2 separate regions of the Mus musculus genome follow, and region 1 is linked to region 2. The links are chromatin contacts, called in public Hi-C maps. All regions are on one chromosome and are shown on one strand. The core of a region is the stretch at or near the end of the contact, and the rest is flanking DNA. Distances in the headings are between cores, read along the strand shown.

Region 1 (6,787 bases), core at 3,571-6,070, 230 kb after region 2:
GTGTCCACAGAGGCAGAGTGCAGGGACCAGGTCCTATGGGAAGCAGGAAGAGGGCTTGGATCACACACATCTAATCTCTGGTTCAGGCTCACAGATCAGGAGAGTTGTTCCTCTTTGAAAGTGGAAAAAAACTTCAGGGCTCCCCTACCCATAGAAGGAAGTGTCAGAATGGAGGAGACATGTCCACCAGTGCTCATATCAAGAAAGTAAACCACAGTGGGTAATATACAATATCCCTTACTGATGCTAAGCGATGTTTAGAATCTTGCTGTCTTATCAGTGCTCTATTTTATTTTGTTCCCTATCTTTTTGAGAAGGCCTGATCTCCTTAAGCTTACTATCCTAAAATTTCAGACATGTCTGTTTAGGTGCTCTGTCCTCATTCTTCCTGTAAGCTGCTTCCTTAGGATTTTGCTGGCATTTACATTTTGAGATGTCTCTGTTTGCTTTTTGGCAATTTGTCCTGCTACTTCTCTCCCTTTGACTCTGTCCTAGACTCCAGAATTCCTCTGACTAAAGCTGGATCTCAGCTGGCATGGCTATATCCTCATTTTTATATCTCTGTTCAGGTTTTTATTTTTTATTTGTACATTTTGAGGCTGTCTAATCCTCCAGTTTCCAATCGTTTCTTTATACTTCTTTTTAAATAGACTTGTGTTCTTATTTTATAGATGCAATATTGTCCTGCATTTCTCCGGAGACTTCTGGCCAGGCTGGGGAAAGTCAGAGATGTGATGTAAAATGGTTAGGCACTAGGGACGTGGAGGATTTGTGTTTCCGGAGTCATCCTGCCTTCTTCCTCTGGTGTGTGATTGGTGGTGGTGGGGGCACTGCCACACCTATCTGTGACAAAGACTAAAAGGCTGCAGGTTTGTAGACTGAGTGTGTGATCCAATAGTAGAATACTTGCCTAATGTGTGTGAAGCCCTTGGTTTGTGAATCTAACATGTACATACACACACTTACATACATGCACACACACTCATACATACACATACTCACACACACTCACTCACACAACTCACATATACTAACACACACTCACACATGCATACACACTCACATATATACTCATACACACTCATATACATATTCACACACACTCATGCACATACTCACACATACTCATCCACACATACATACTCATACACACACTCATACACACATACACCCACACCCACACACTTGCACATATACTCACACACATTCATGCACATACACAAACACACTCACATGCATACTTACACACACACTTACACACTCACATACACACATACACTCACATACATACTCACACACTTACACACTCATACACACTTACATACACTCGCATACATACTTACATACTCATACACATATACACTCACACTCATACACACTCACATAATTCTCACATATTCACACACTCATATACACTCACACACACAAATATATACTCATACACTCGCATACTCACAAAAACATACCCTCATACACAAACACACATACACACACACACACACACACACACACACACACACGGGGGTAGGCTAAAGCTAAGAATTCTGTTGGTGTCCGTGACATTCTCTGCACCCACTGTCAGCATCTATGTACTGGGTAGCTGGATATAGTAGTAGTAGTTTTATCTCTACTGTCCCCCTTGTTTTGACTCAGCATCTGGGTTACAGAATGCATTCATTTAGTGGACTTTGAATCATGAGTCATTTATTCCCTCCTCCCATCTATGTATGCAGAAGAATATTCTGTGTGTGGCTGAAAACAAGAACCACAGCATCAACAGTACAGCAGGCCAGGCCACAGCCTCATGGGATTTAGATTTATTTTAGCAGAAGAAGTGAGGTAGCAGGTCTGACAGGATTTGGAAGAATACAAGGTGATTCTCTCTGTGCCCCATGATTCCTCAGAGAAAGGATCATCAGTGGGTGTCACTGTAATTGGGGCAAGCTTCAGCGGGAGGTTTCTGAGGGAGTCCCTGACCTCCATGGCCATCAGTGACAAAGCTGCAAACGTGTGAGCACATACAAGCTTGAGGTTTCTGTCCTTTGTCAGCCACATGGATGCATGTAGTAGCATTCACACTGTTTTAGCTCTGTGGCCTGCAGAAGACAGGAGCCAAGTGCCAGAGCATTTGCTAGCATGTGAAGTCCTTGATTTGTGGTTCCACCCCCTCTGTCTCTGTCTCTGTCTCTGTCTCTGTCTCTGTCTCTGTCTCTGTCTCTGTCTCTCTCTCACACATACACATACACACACACTCTAAATCACATATTCACACACATTCACATATACTCACACAATACACTCACACACATTCACACACTCACACACTCACATACTCTCACACACAAACACAGTCACATACATACACACTTTCTCTTACACATACATACACACATACACACATTCACACAATACACTTACATACTCTTACATATACTCATACACACGGGGCAGGGGGAGGAAAGTTCCTTACACTAAAGTGTGTATTCACCCCATACCCAGAAATTTAGTGATCTGTGGACAGTGGCTTTATGAGGAAGGGAACCATTCTTTTACATTCTTGCTCTGAGCACATTTCTTTTTAAAAATTTATAAAGTTTTTTATTAATTCTTTGAGAATTCATACATTTATATCATATTCACCCCCAATCACCCCTCCATCTTCTCAGATACACCCACAACTCAAATTCATTTCTTAAAAAGAAGCCAAAACAAATAATCTATTGTTTTTCACCCCTTACTCCATTTTCTGTGCCATGGTGATTTATTATTAAACCAGGGCTGTTAAATGTTGCTGGTGGCATTTTCCTTCTGGGCACGTGACAACAACGGTGTTTAAATCTCTAGCCAAACATCTACTCAGGGACATGATGCCCAGGAGCTCAAAGTCTGCCTCCTCTGACATTATTATTACCCTGTGATTCTGGTGTTATTGCCTTCTTTCTGGTGTGGTTTTCAGATTCACATCTCTGGGCTTGGCACAGCCTTCCTTGGTCTGAGCCTGCCTGTCTTGCACTGCAGTGCTTCTTCATTCCACATTGTATCGGCCATATTTGTTTTATCTAACGTCCCAGGGTTAATAGAAAGAGATGGAGTCAGTTCTAAAATCCAAGTCTGTGATTCTGATTGGGTACCTGTTCCTGGCACAGACTGGCTCTTGTCCTTTCTAGCCCCTGGTGATGGCTCTTCCTACTGCCCCTTTAGATCAACTCACCTGATCATCTGATGCCTGCTTAACTTTGGCTCTAGTTCATGACCAATTAGTGTTGTTACTTGATCTAGGGGGTTATTGAAATATCAAAGGATCTTTATGGCAGTTAGAAATCAATCATTTATCTGAATTCCTAAACTGCCCTCATCATATTCCCTGCTGACCCATCTGGCATCTTAGGGATCTGCTCTCCTTGAAATCTAGTACTTAACACTCAGTGTGGCCAGATCTGCACTCTGTAGCTCAGCTGGCTGATGGCTAAAGACTGGACATTCATCATGATGCTGCCCAGTATTACCTACACCCATACCCTTGTCTGTAGTAGAAGGCTGCTGACACATGACCTTGTCTTTTCCTTCCAGAATCTTAATCAGCCCCCCACCCCGTGCCCTTAATGCTCACTGAGCTCTGATCTTGTATAGAACAGGCACCCCAAGTGGGATCAGGGATGGGTGTTCAACTGTGAGGTCTTTCATAAACTTGGTATAATTATAGTCCTGTTTCCAAAACAGCCATTTCTTCAACCTGTGAGGCACTTTGACCTGGCATCATGTGCTTTTCAAAGCAGTAGGTGGCAGTTCACTTGAGCAACTAAACCCAGGGTAAGCACCCCAGGCTCTCCAGGGGACAAAATAGCCTCAACTTCACTCTTGCAACAATACTTGTGAGTCTTCAGGCATTTTGTCAGACTTTTTACTATTCTAATGTGTGTGGAAAGAGACAGAAAAGAGTGAGGAAGAGAGGAGAGAGGAGAGAGAGAGAGAGAGAGAGAGAGAGAGAGAGAGAGAGGAGAGAGGAGAGGGGAGAGGGGAGAGGGGAGAGGGGAGAGAGGAGAGAGGAGAGAGGAGAGAGGAGAGAGGAGAGAGGAGAGAGGAGAGAGGAGGAGAGAGGAGGAGAGAGGAGAGAGGAGAGAGGAGAGGAGAGGAGAGAGAGGAGAGAGGGAGGAGAGAGGAGAGGAGAGGAGAGGAGAGGAGAGAGAGAGAGAGAGAGAGAGAGAGAGAGAGAGAGAGAGAGAGAGAGAGAGAGAGAGAGGAATTTATAGCTGAATGTCTCGTGGGATGGGAAGGAGAGCCCTGAGCTGCATGCTTCCTACTTTCCTCTAGAGGTTGCTATCAGGGTCATAAATCCTCGACCTTGGTAAAGCAGCTTGTCCCTTTAAGGCTATTAAAGGAACCTAGATGAGCTGCATTCCCAAACCAGCCTTGAGGATTACTCTGCCAGGTGGAAGGTGGCTGCCCATGAGGGAAAAGAGAAATTGCCTCCTACTATATCATTTCGGAGCTGTCCGCAGTTAATCCCCAGCCTGCTTAAAGCAGGCGGAATGTGAGATAGCTTCGGTCAATTGGCTGTTGCTTTTTTCTGTAACCCCAGGTTTTCTCCGAGGCAGCTGCTTATCCCAGTATGGCTGGTGTGGAAGGTGGGGGCCTGAGACATAGGCTCTGTGATAAGGAAGTGATCTGAGTAGGTGCCCAGCAGGAGTGGGGCAGATTTGGGGAATGTAAATGTTCCCTAAACAGAAGCTGAGTCTCAGAGAGGGAAATCAGGCCTGTTCTTGCTCAGCAGAAGGACTGTAGCTCAGGGGCAGACGTCACTCTTCAAAGGCTGAGGCTAATTTTCTCCCTGGATTAAGGAGATGATTCATAGGTTGGCGGTGTGGGCTGTGTGACCCACTTGGAGGTTGTCCTAGAAGCATCAATCATGCTGGGAACCAAGAGTCCAATCTTGACCACTGGCAAATATCTATTTTAGGTTGACCCTTGTCCTCACTAGCTAGAGGCAGAGAGTGTTATTCAGTCATGTCTAGAAACTTACTAAAGAATGACATGTGTGGTTCTTAAAAGTTAACTTTTAAAACATGTCCTTGGCATAGAGGATTCTGGGATTGGTTTATGACAAGTTTGGACCTTCTTTTGGTCGGAGGATTTTAGAGGTTTTGTGAGTACTTACCCCAACCTTCTGCTCTGGTATGAGCTCCCATGACATCTGTCTCTCTCTTACCCCACTGTTAGTGTGCACTTTCTAAAACAGCATAGTAATGATGTTACTAAAACTTTCCAAGTTAGTAAATTAGTGTTAGCTAAAATCCCTCCAGGGCCCCCAGAGTCTTCACTGTTCCATTCCAGGTTCTTAATGTGCCTTGCTCACTATCAATCTCTGGTTCTTTACTCTCATCTTCTCCCATCACTGTTTGCTCTGAACATCCCAGCTAACCACAAGAGCACTGTTCTCTGTGTGTGCATGCCTTTATCTTCTGCCCTTTAACTCATGCTGGCCTCTCCCCCAGAATTCCACATTCTGTACCACCAGTTGTAGGGCTGCCTCATCTGGACTATCTCCTCTCCTCTTCCCTCTTTCTAGATCCAGGCAGATCTAGATCTAGAGACAGGCAGATCTAGATCCAGTTTGTTTACTTTGCTGTTTTCCCAAAGCAATTAAATATATCGATGGAGGACTTATCAGTGCTTCACAAATCATTTATTTTGTTGTCATTGTTTACATATTGGCCTTCTCTATCCAACTTTGTCATTTTTCGGCTTCAGCATCTAGTACAATACCTGGCAGAGATGCTCTAAAGTTACAAAATAGAAGAGAGAGGAAAAAATAGAAAAAAAGAGAGAGAGAGAGAGAGAGAGAGAGAGAGAGAGAGAGAGAGAGAGAGGAAGGAAGGAAGGAAGGAAGGAAGGAAGGAAGAAAGAAAGAAAGAAAGAAAGAAAGAAAGAAATAAAGAAAGAAAGAAGACTGTACCATGTGGAAAAGAAGAGCAAGAAGAGATCTATAGGGACCAGGCTGGGAAGGCAACATCATCCCTACCCCTACCCTGTATAGACTCTCCAATCCTGCCTCCAGTCCCTCTGCAGGCACCATGTCTTCCATCATTTTCTTCCTGTTTTGTCAGTTCTAGTTGCTCTCAACTGCTGCAGACTGACATTGACCCCTTGTGACAAGCAGATCAACTCCTAATCTGCTAGAGCTCCAGTTTTTCTGGGATGTTGGCAAGCTCTTGACAGGTCCAGAGGAGAGGAAAGCTGTCAGCTCTCACTCTTCAGCACTCTGAACAGCTGAACAGCCAGTCCAAGGCTCAATTTGCACCTTTTGGTCCCCCGGGGCTGCTATGACTTTGATTGCTGCTTTAGGGCTCTTCAGTAGTTTCTCTTAAGGGATAAGTAGGATGGAGTGGTTGAGAACAACAATATTAGCCCTATTCTTGCATCTTCAAAGAGCAGCTCTGAAGTAGGGGTATAGGGAGGAGGGACCCTGGCATGCAGAGGGAAGGAGGGATAGATAGAGTAGTTTTACATTGCCCGTCAAATTTGAGCGCTAATGCCGAGATCGAGTTGGGAGACATTAAAAAGAATACAGGGATGAGTTAGTGTAAACAGCATCATCAGAAAGGCAGCCACAGATCCACACAGGGAGCAGAGCTAGCGCTCGGCTCGACTCAGTGATAATGAAGAAGGCAGCTAAAGCAAAGAGATCTCCCCGTCTGCCGCGTTTCTATCGCTTAATCAAAACTGACTCCAACTACTGCAGCTGCAAAAAAATGTTCCCAACCTTCCATTAATTTCCATACAATAACCC
Region 2 (7,894 bases), core at 1,990-4,489:
GGAATTTAAACATGTCAGAAGCATGGAGATAGGAGCTGATGTAGAGACCATGGAGAGGTGCTACTTACTGGCTTGTTCATCATGGCTTGCTCACCCTGCTTTCCTATAGAACCCAAGATCTCCAGCCTAGGGATGGCATCATCCACAATGGGCATGGTCCTCCCCATCAATCACTAATTAAGAGAATGTCCAAAGGCTTGCCTATAGCCTGATCTTACGGAGGCGTTTTTAAAAATTGAGGATTCCTCCTCTCAGATGACTTTAGCTTGTATCAAGTTGACACGAGCTAGCCAGAACAGGGACCTTTGCCACAATTCAAGCCTGCTGCACCTATATCTCAGGCCTGTTACAGCTGCCTGCATGATCTGAGGTGGAGCTACCAGAGCAGAAAGAAGAGACGCTTAGGCACTTGTTGCTGAGGCCTGAGCTAATGAACACTGGCTACAGAAGAAACAGCTGTCCTGGCTTACTCTGTCCAGCACACAAGCCACAGCCGTGTATATCTAGTATGGGAGTCTTGTCCCAAGTTTGTGTGCTGGGTTTGTAAAATATATACTAGGTTCTAAAGATAGCACAAGAAAGGATGCATTTGATAAGAGTCAAATAAAATAATAAAATTGGAACTCTGGGAAAGATGGAGTTGTGAGTAGTATTACTAATCAGGAGCCCCGTCCAATTCTTTTGCTTCTTAAAAATTTTTTTATATTTTTTTAATGATAGCTTTTTGAAAATTTGGCTATACCCAAGGCTCTTGTTCTCCTTCTATTGGCAAGCACCACCCGGGGTGATGAGAATGTTCCACGTAAACACAAGCAACCAGGGCTCTCTAGATGTGGTGAAATAAAGTGATATTTCATGGTTGAGCATGGGGTTTGAGGAAGGGTTGGTAAGAGCCAAGGCCAGAGAGGCCAGAGGCTGCATTATGTCTCAGTCCTGGAATGGAGTGTGAAGTGCCCTGAAATCTTAGGAAAGGGCTTAACAGGGGGATGTGACCTGGTGGGACTGTGCTGAAGATAGCCTGCTCTGGCTTCTCTGCAGAAAACGGAGAGAGGAGCAGGAGCCCGGCTAATGAAGAAAGACCAGGGGGAAGGTTCTAGTTATCCAGGTGAGTGGATAGTGGCTTAGCCAGGCTGCTGTCAGTGTGGGAGGAGGACTGTGAACATGAAAGAGCTTACTGCAGACAGCCAGGAATTATTCAACGAGGAACACCACAGGGACAGAGCTCTTTGCCTCTGAAGCTTATGAAACCCTGGTAGAGGGTAGAGAGAGCTGTCCTGTCTGGACATTCACTCTTGGGAGCTCTGAAGAGCAAAAGCTCAGGAGGGGGCTATGCTTTCTGGGTGGAGAGAGATCTGATCTGAGCACCAGGAGCCTGTCAAACTGCTGTGTGTCCTGGCAGGCAGTCACCCTCTGGGGTTGGCCCTAGCAGTAGCTTTGGAGGCTGCTGTCCCATGAAGTGTATGCCCAGGGGATTTACATTCTGCAGAGGCCTGCATGTGGGCAGATATGTGCATGGTGAGAGAGGTGCCTGTTACTCTGGGACCTGTCTGCTGCCCACATTCCTGGCCTGTAGTATGGCACCTGGTCCTCTTTATGGCAGCCTTGGCTCCTGTTATTCCTATGGGTCTTCAAGCCACCTGCTCCTCTCAGACAGCCCCTGGCTGGCCCAGGCTGCCTTCTGCCTTCTGTCAGCTTCCTGTTTGCTCTCCCTGTACATCACCTGTGAGTTTCCCACAGCTTAAGTAAAACTCTACTTTCTTCCTGAATAATTCTCCTACCATCTCTCACTGAACCAAGTCCCAGCCTCCTTTGCCTTTTAAGCAGCCTGGTATCTCTAATAATTATTGTTCTCAGGTATCTTCTCATTTCTGTTGTTGTTTCTGGGCTTAGCGATACTCAGTATCACCAGGTGATACTCAATAAGTCGAATTTGTGAAGCCCTTTGGATTGGGTGTTCTAAATTTGTATGGGAGCCAGGTGCTTATGGCAGTCTGGGGCAGGAGTAAGGTTGGAGGGTGTGAGGAATAAGGGGTCTCTGTGACAGAAGATATTAGCTCTTTGCAGAGTCCTGACCCTAAGCTGGTCCTGACAGGAAATGTTTCCAGCACACCCCAAATGCCCAGCCCCTGCTCTTGTGGGAATGAGAAGTTGAAAAAATTGGACATGATCTACCCTGGAAAGTTATAGGACCAACAGAGTTCCCTTTCATATTGACACATGTCTGGATACTTGGATATGCAAACCTCCCCAGCATGATTCCAGATCCCTAACAGACAGGAATGCTAGGGGTGTTGGAATGGCAGACAGACAGACAAGAGGCTAGCCCTCACATGGTATCTTTGTTAGGGTGTAGGACTGGAGCATGCTGGCTGAGGTGCAGAAGCAGTCTTATGATGTCAATTAATGAAAGTCTGGAGACAATCAGGGTGCTAGCTATAGAGCAGGATGGCATTAGCCCTATGGGAACCTGGGGTTCAGGGTGTGGTGTTTTGAGTAGGTATGGTCCCCATTGACTCATATGTGTGAACGCTTGGCCATAGGGAGTTACACTACTAAGAGGGATGGCCTTATTGGAGGAAGTGTGTTACTGTCAGGACAGGCTTTGAGGTCTCTTTTGCTTAAGCTATACCTAGTGTGGCACATGGTTCCTTTCTGCTGCTTGTGGATCAAGATGTAGAACTCTCAGCATCTCCACCACCATGTCTGCCTGCACACTGCCATGATTCCTGCCGTGATGATAATGGATTAAACTTTTGAACCTGTAAGCCAGCTCCTTAATGTTTTCCTTTATGAGAGTTGCTGTGGTCCTGGTGTCTCCTCAAAGCAACAAAACCCTAACAAGACAGAAGGTGACAAATTGGAACCTCTGAGAGAGGTCACATCTCCATAGTTGACTTCCAGGGGTTGATGAGCTAGGAGGAGCAAAATGGCTATATCTTTGAGGCAGTGTATCTATTAACCAGTGTCACAAAATCCAGGGGCATTACATACTGTGCTTGATAACTTTATAGGCATTCAGGGAAGTTGCATAGGATCTGACACTCAGTTCTGAGGCCCTGGAGAACTCCTCTGAGGGTATGAAAGGCTCCTTCCTTCCTTCCTGGGGAGGAAAGGAAGGAAGCTAAATCAGAGGTTGTTTAAGCATGGCTGGGCATATCAGATGGGTTTGGGGATGGGGTAGTGTTGAGCTTTAACTCACAGGCTAGACTTTCAGGCTCCATAAGTGATGTCATACCCCCAGGTCATGCACTGGCTGAGTCATAACACCCAGGGGATTTGCTAAGTATGATTTAGTAGAGATTCTAGCTTAGCAGGTCTAAAGTCATCTTCAATTAGCTCCCAGGGTATTTTAAAGTCTAGTATGGGGGTTGCTGTCTGGGAAAAGAGTTAAGGGAAGGCAGAAGACTAGGTAGCACACTAGGACTTAGTATCATGTCGTTCTTTAGACCTCACTGAAGGCACATGAGGCCCAGTACAAAGTGTTATTGACTTTTTCCAGGCTCACAGTTGTTCCCAGTGGTCAAAGCTCCCCTTTCCTCTGTCACCACTGTGGCATGCTATGTGGCTCCAGGTCACGGTCACACTTCTGCTAATAGCTCTCAGACTTCTGCATGCAAAATCTGCACAGAAAGGCTGTCACTGCTCACTGCTCACTGCTCACTGCTCACTAAGCACTAAGCACTAAGCACTAAGATGCTGGGTCCTAGGGTCAGGGTCTGGGCTAGTGTAAGCTCAGGTTATCTGTATTGCACAGCTTCTCAGACAATGATGTCTCCAGCATATGGATCTCACTGTGAGGATAGAGCCCACATGTTTCCAGAAACCAGGAAGAAAAGGAGGGAGGGCCAGAGAGAATATCTGCATCTAGCATGGGTCAGAACTTTCTAAAATTAGAGACAGATGCCAAATCCCAGATCTAGGAAGCTCAGTGAATACCAAGTGGGGTATCCCCAAAAGTGTACATGTAGGCACACCAGATTCAGAATGCTAAGGGCCAAAGACGAGAAAATGTTCTTCAAAGATGCCAGAAAGGGAAGTATCATTCTTAGCAAAGAATTGAAGTAAAAATTATATCAGGGTCATTATGGAAACCATGCAAGCGGAGTACAGGAGGGTCAAGCATGTAGAGTGTTGAGAAGACAACCACCAGCTAAGACTCTGACCTAAGAGCGATCCTACAGAAGAGGAGACAGACTATCTCAGGTAGACACAAGATAAGGGAGACTATTGCCCTTGACAGAATGTTAGGAGTTCTTTAGAGAGAAGAAAATGGCAGGTCTGGGACTCAGATCTTCATACAGAAAGGATGAATACAAGGCAGGAATCACTGAAGGCAATAAGGTTTTTTTATTCATAATTGATCTGATATAGGGATGGAGGTATAGCTCCACACTAGAGTTCTTATACTTTCAGTATGTATTAAGCCCTAGGTTAGGTAGGGGGATGGAGCTAGGTTGGTAGAATGCTTGCCTAACATCTGCAAAGCCCTTGATCCCCAGCCAGAATAAGCTGGGCATGGTGGCATAGTAATCCTAGTGGTCAGGAAGTGGAGGCAGGGGGAATCAGCTTTGATTGACTACATAGAAAGGTTGAGGCTAGCCTAGGATACATGAGACCTTGTCTCCAAGTTAACTAAGTATGGAGCTGCATAAATGAATAACAATGACAATCTGGCAACAATATATTTTATGATAAATCACATGACCACACTGTATGAATATGTGAAACAGATGACAGAGAATCTCAGAGTAGACTAAAATCTGTTGAAACATTCCTTGTTGATGGCTCATGAGTGACACAGGAGAGTCATGTGACTTACCAGGTCCCTCCCCTTCCTCTTTTGTGAAACAGTTGTCTCCAGGGCATACAGGGAACTCTAGGGACTCAGCTTCCATGATTCTATCAGCTTTCTGCCTAGGCAGCTGTCTGAGTCACACATGTTCCCACAAGTAACTCTTACCACAGTGGAATTGTTTCTTTGGTCTGTGGTTAGTTATATATATATATATATATAAAGACAGATGAGCTAGGAGTATTAGATAGGCGAGGAAGAGCATTTCGATATAATTATTTTCAGGAAAAAGTATCAGTCATTGATACCTTCAGGAATTCATTGGTGTTTCTCTTGACAGGAGTTAAGTTTTTTGTGTGAGGAAGGGACTTAGTCAGTGTTAGCAGGATTTTTCAGTGGGAAAGGACTCCTTTGATGGCTGTGTTCTGGTGGGTCTCAGGTTTGCTTGGCTGCAGACTCACTACATACAGGAGATGATAATGGCTGCTGGGCTTCTGCGTCCAGCCACGCCTCTTCTACCAGCTAATTCTTGCACATTTTGGCTTTTTGTTTGAGTCCTTGGGAGACTTCTAAGGAGAGCTAGAGGAGACATAACTCACCACAGGGCATAGACTGGATCGACATAGACGAGACAGACACCAAGGAGTGGTGGGCAGCTGGAGGGCACACACTCGGCGGGGCCTTGAGGAGTGTGGATGCTTCTCTGCATGGCTGCTGTGCTTTTATCTCTCCTGAGCATCAGCAACTAAACAGAAAGTACAATTGTTGTGTCGCCCATGATATTAAACGCATGATTGATGGTTTGGACTGAACGGCTCAGGTGTTGGCATTTCTGAGTTTCAATAAGTGGAGGCTTATGAGTTTATGTCAGACGTGCTCAGAAACACCTGGAAGAATATGGTTTCACGAGGTGTGAAAAGATGCTTTCTGCTGCTTCTGTGCTTGAATATGCATGTGCTGTGGCCCATGCTGGGGGTGGCGGAGATGTGGGTCCTGAAGTGCCAGGTTAGAGATGGGTGGGAACAGGTTTTTCTGCTAGAGGCTGTTAATATGGACACTGATGACAGACAATGTGGAAAACTACATAGTGTTTGCAATGTTTTGCAAATGTATTTGGATAAGAAGATTTGGGAGCACACTCATGTAAGGTCTCTCTCTCTCTCTCTCTCTCTCTCTCTCACACACACACACACACACACACACACACACACACACACACATACACACACACACACACACATACACGCGTGCGTGTGCGCGTGAGAAATGGCATTGGGTGTCTCCAGTCTGCTCAGGGTTCTCTCAATTATTCCATTGCTCCCGTGGCTGTATGGTCAGACCTGGGGACAGTTTGTCGTCCATAACTGGCAGATGTGCTCATGTGTTCCCCCAGAGGCCAGGCTTGGAACTGAATTGTGTTCATTTAACCTTGGATACCCATCTGTCACCCTTGGCACATAGATGATTCCAGCTGGGAGCAAGCTGGAGTGTGGACTTCGGGGCACACAGCTTCTTCTCAAGGTTTCCTGAGTGAAGGTGACTCTTCTTCCAGCCTTCTTCTGTCCACATCTTCTTCAGCCCAGGACGCAGGTTTATGTGGCTTCTATTGTAGAATGCTGTCCTCCAGGCATGACCCTCTTGGGCCCTCAGCATCTGTGATTACACAAAGGAGATCCACTAACCTTCCATCATAGAGCATAGCCAGGACCCCAGAGACCCTCCCTTCCCCGGGGACTGATGGGCAGCTAACAGTTGCTAGGAGAGAGTATTCTCTTCATGGTGCAGCACATAAATTAGTGATGCCTCTATAAGTAACCCTAACTCAACTCATTGTCTACCAAACTAGACTGGAATGAAATCCTTTCTTTGGTCTTTTGTTGGATCCCTATCTGAGCCAAGCAGACATTTGTTCACATCCCCTGAAGAAAAGTCAAGCAACATCTTTCTAGGATCTTTGTCACGAGAGAGTCAGTGCCTTGACTTAAGAGAAAGAAAGTCTGAGTTTGAACAGAACTCACAAGTGGGCACAGGCAGGGTGGCCTTTCAGGAGGAAATGTGGTCAGCTAGGAGGGTTGCTGGTGGGGTGTATGTGTGGGGTACCTGAGTCTTCTAGTAGGCTGAGCCAGAGGTCAGCTCTGATCCAGAGGGTCTCAGTCTCCTTTGCAGGAGTACAGGGGGCCAGCATCTCCCCTGAGGTCCCATGGAGGCCTGGCCATGGGGCTCAAGCTGCTGTGAGAGCCCAAGGCTGGGCTTTAATGAATGTTAGCTTTCTTTCTTCTCTCAACTGGGATCTCCCAGCCAGCAGCCCCAGAGGGAACAATTAGGTTGTTTATCCAAACCTCAGCCACTTTGCTATGTAATTGATTTTTCATTGAGTGTATTTAGGAGAGGTTATTTACATGAATGCTGGCCCACCAGGGACAGCAGCATCCTTGTAAGGGAAGGGAGAAACCTGGATCAAAGGGCAAGAGAGGAGAGGGAGAGAGAGCAGGGTAGGTGAGTTTCCAGGACTTCAGAACCTGGGCTGAGAGTCTGGGCAAATCCTTAACTCTTCAAATCCTGTCCTCATTTTAATGGCAAACAGAGTTCCCTTTAAAGTATGCTGGGTAGGTGCTGCCCACTGAGCCAGATTGCCTCACGGAGTGGCCAGGCCCCTGATGTCATGACTGTTATTCCTACCACTGCTCTCCAAGCCTGAGCAGCTTTTCCATCCTCAGCCTGCCTGTCGCTTTCCAAGGCTCAGCTCTTACTTTAAACTCCTCCCTCTTTCTCAAAGCCTTCTCTGCAAGGCCCCAGTCTTTCTCCAGTCACTCCCACCATCCACCATCAGCTCTGAGGATTATCTGCAGCAGCACATATTAAAATAAGAATTCTTTTAAGTAAAATATAATTACGTTTTCCTCCCTCCAGCCCCTCCTATTTCTCTTTTACTCCCACCCTCTCAAACTAATGGCCTCCTTTACTTTAATTATTATTGTTACATATATGCATTAATATAAAAATAAAACCCTGTGAGTCTGTCTAGTGTTGCACGTATGTATATGATTTCAAGGCAAACACTAACTATTGGAAAACCCATTAAGGGGCTCAGCCCCTGGGAAG

Evidence for each region. Hi-C and Micro-C count contacts between places; a contact is called where the count stands out from the background.
Region 1: a contact with region 2 is called in a Hi-C map of myocytes, with 3 times the contacts expected there. The contact joins two enhancer-like sites. A contact is called at or near these places in 1 of 15 datasets of contacts at CTCF or cohesin (the NIH/3T3 cell line) and 2 of 484 Hi-C or Micro-C datasets (myocytes and nephron progenitors).

The regions. Positions count from the first base shown.
Region 1 is chr1:193,620,926-193,627,712 of GRCm38.p6, forward strand. No RefSeq gene overlaps it. Among named protein-coding and RNA genes, the nearest start is that of Gm31870, 31 kb to the right of the region's middle. Within about 2 kb of position 4,821, at least 22 of the 459 cell types and tissues checked have an H3K27ac peak or open chromatin away from gene starts, as enhancers often do. A contact at or near this core is called in myocytes, where this site is marked.
Region 2 is chr1:193,395,697-193,403,590 of GRCm38.p6, forward strand. No RefSeq gene overlaps it. Among named protein-coding and RNA genes, the nearest start is that of Camk1g, 29 kb to the left of the region's middle. Within about 2 kb of position 3,240, at least 42 of the 459 cell types and tissues checked have an H3K27ac peak or open chromatin away from gene starts, as enhancers often do. A contact at or near this core is called in myocytes, where this site is marked.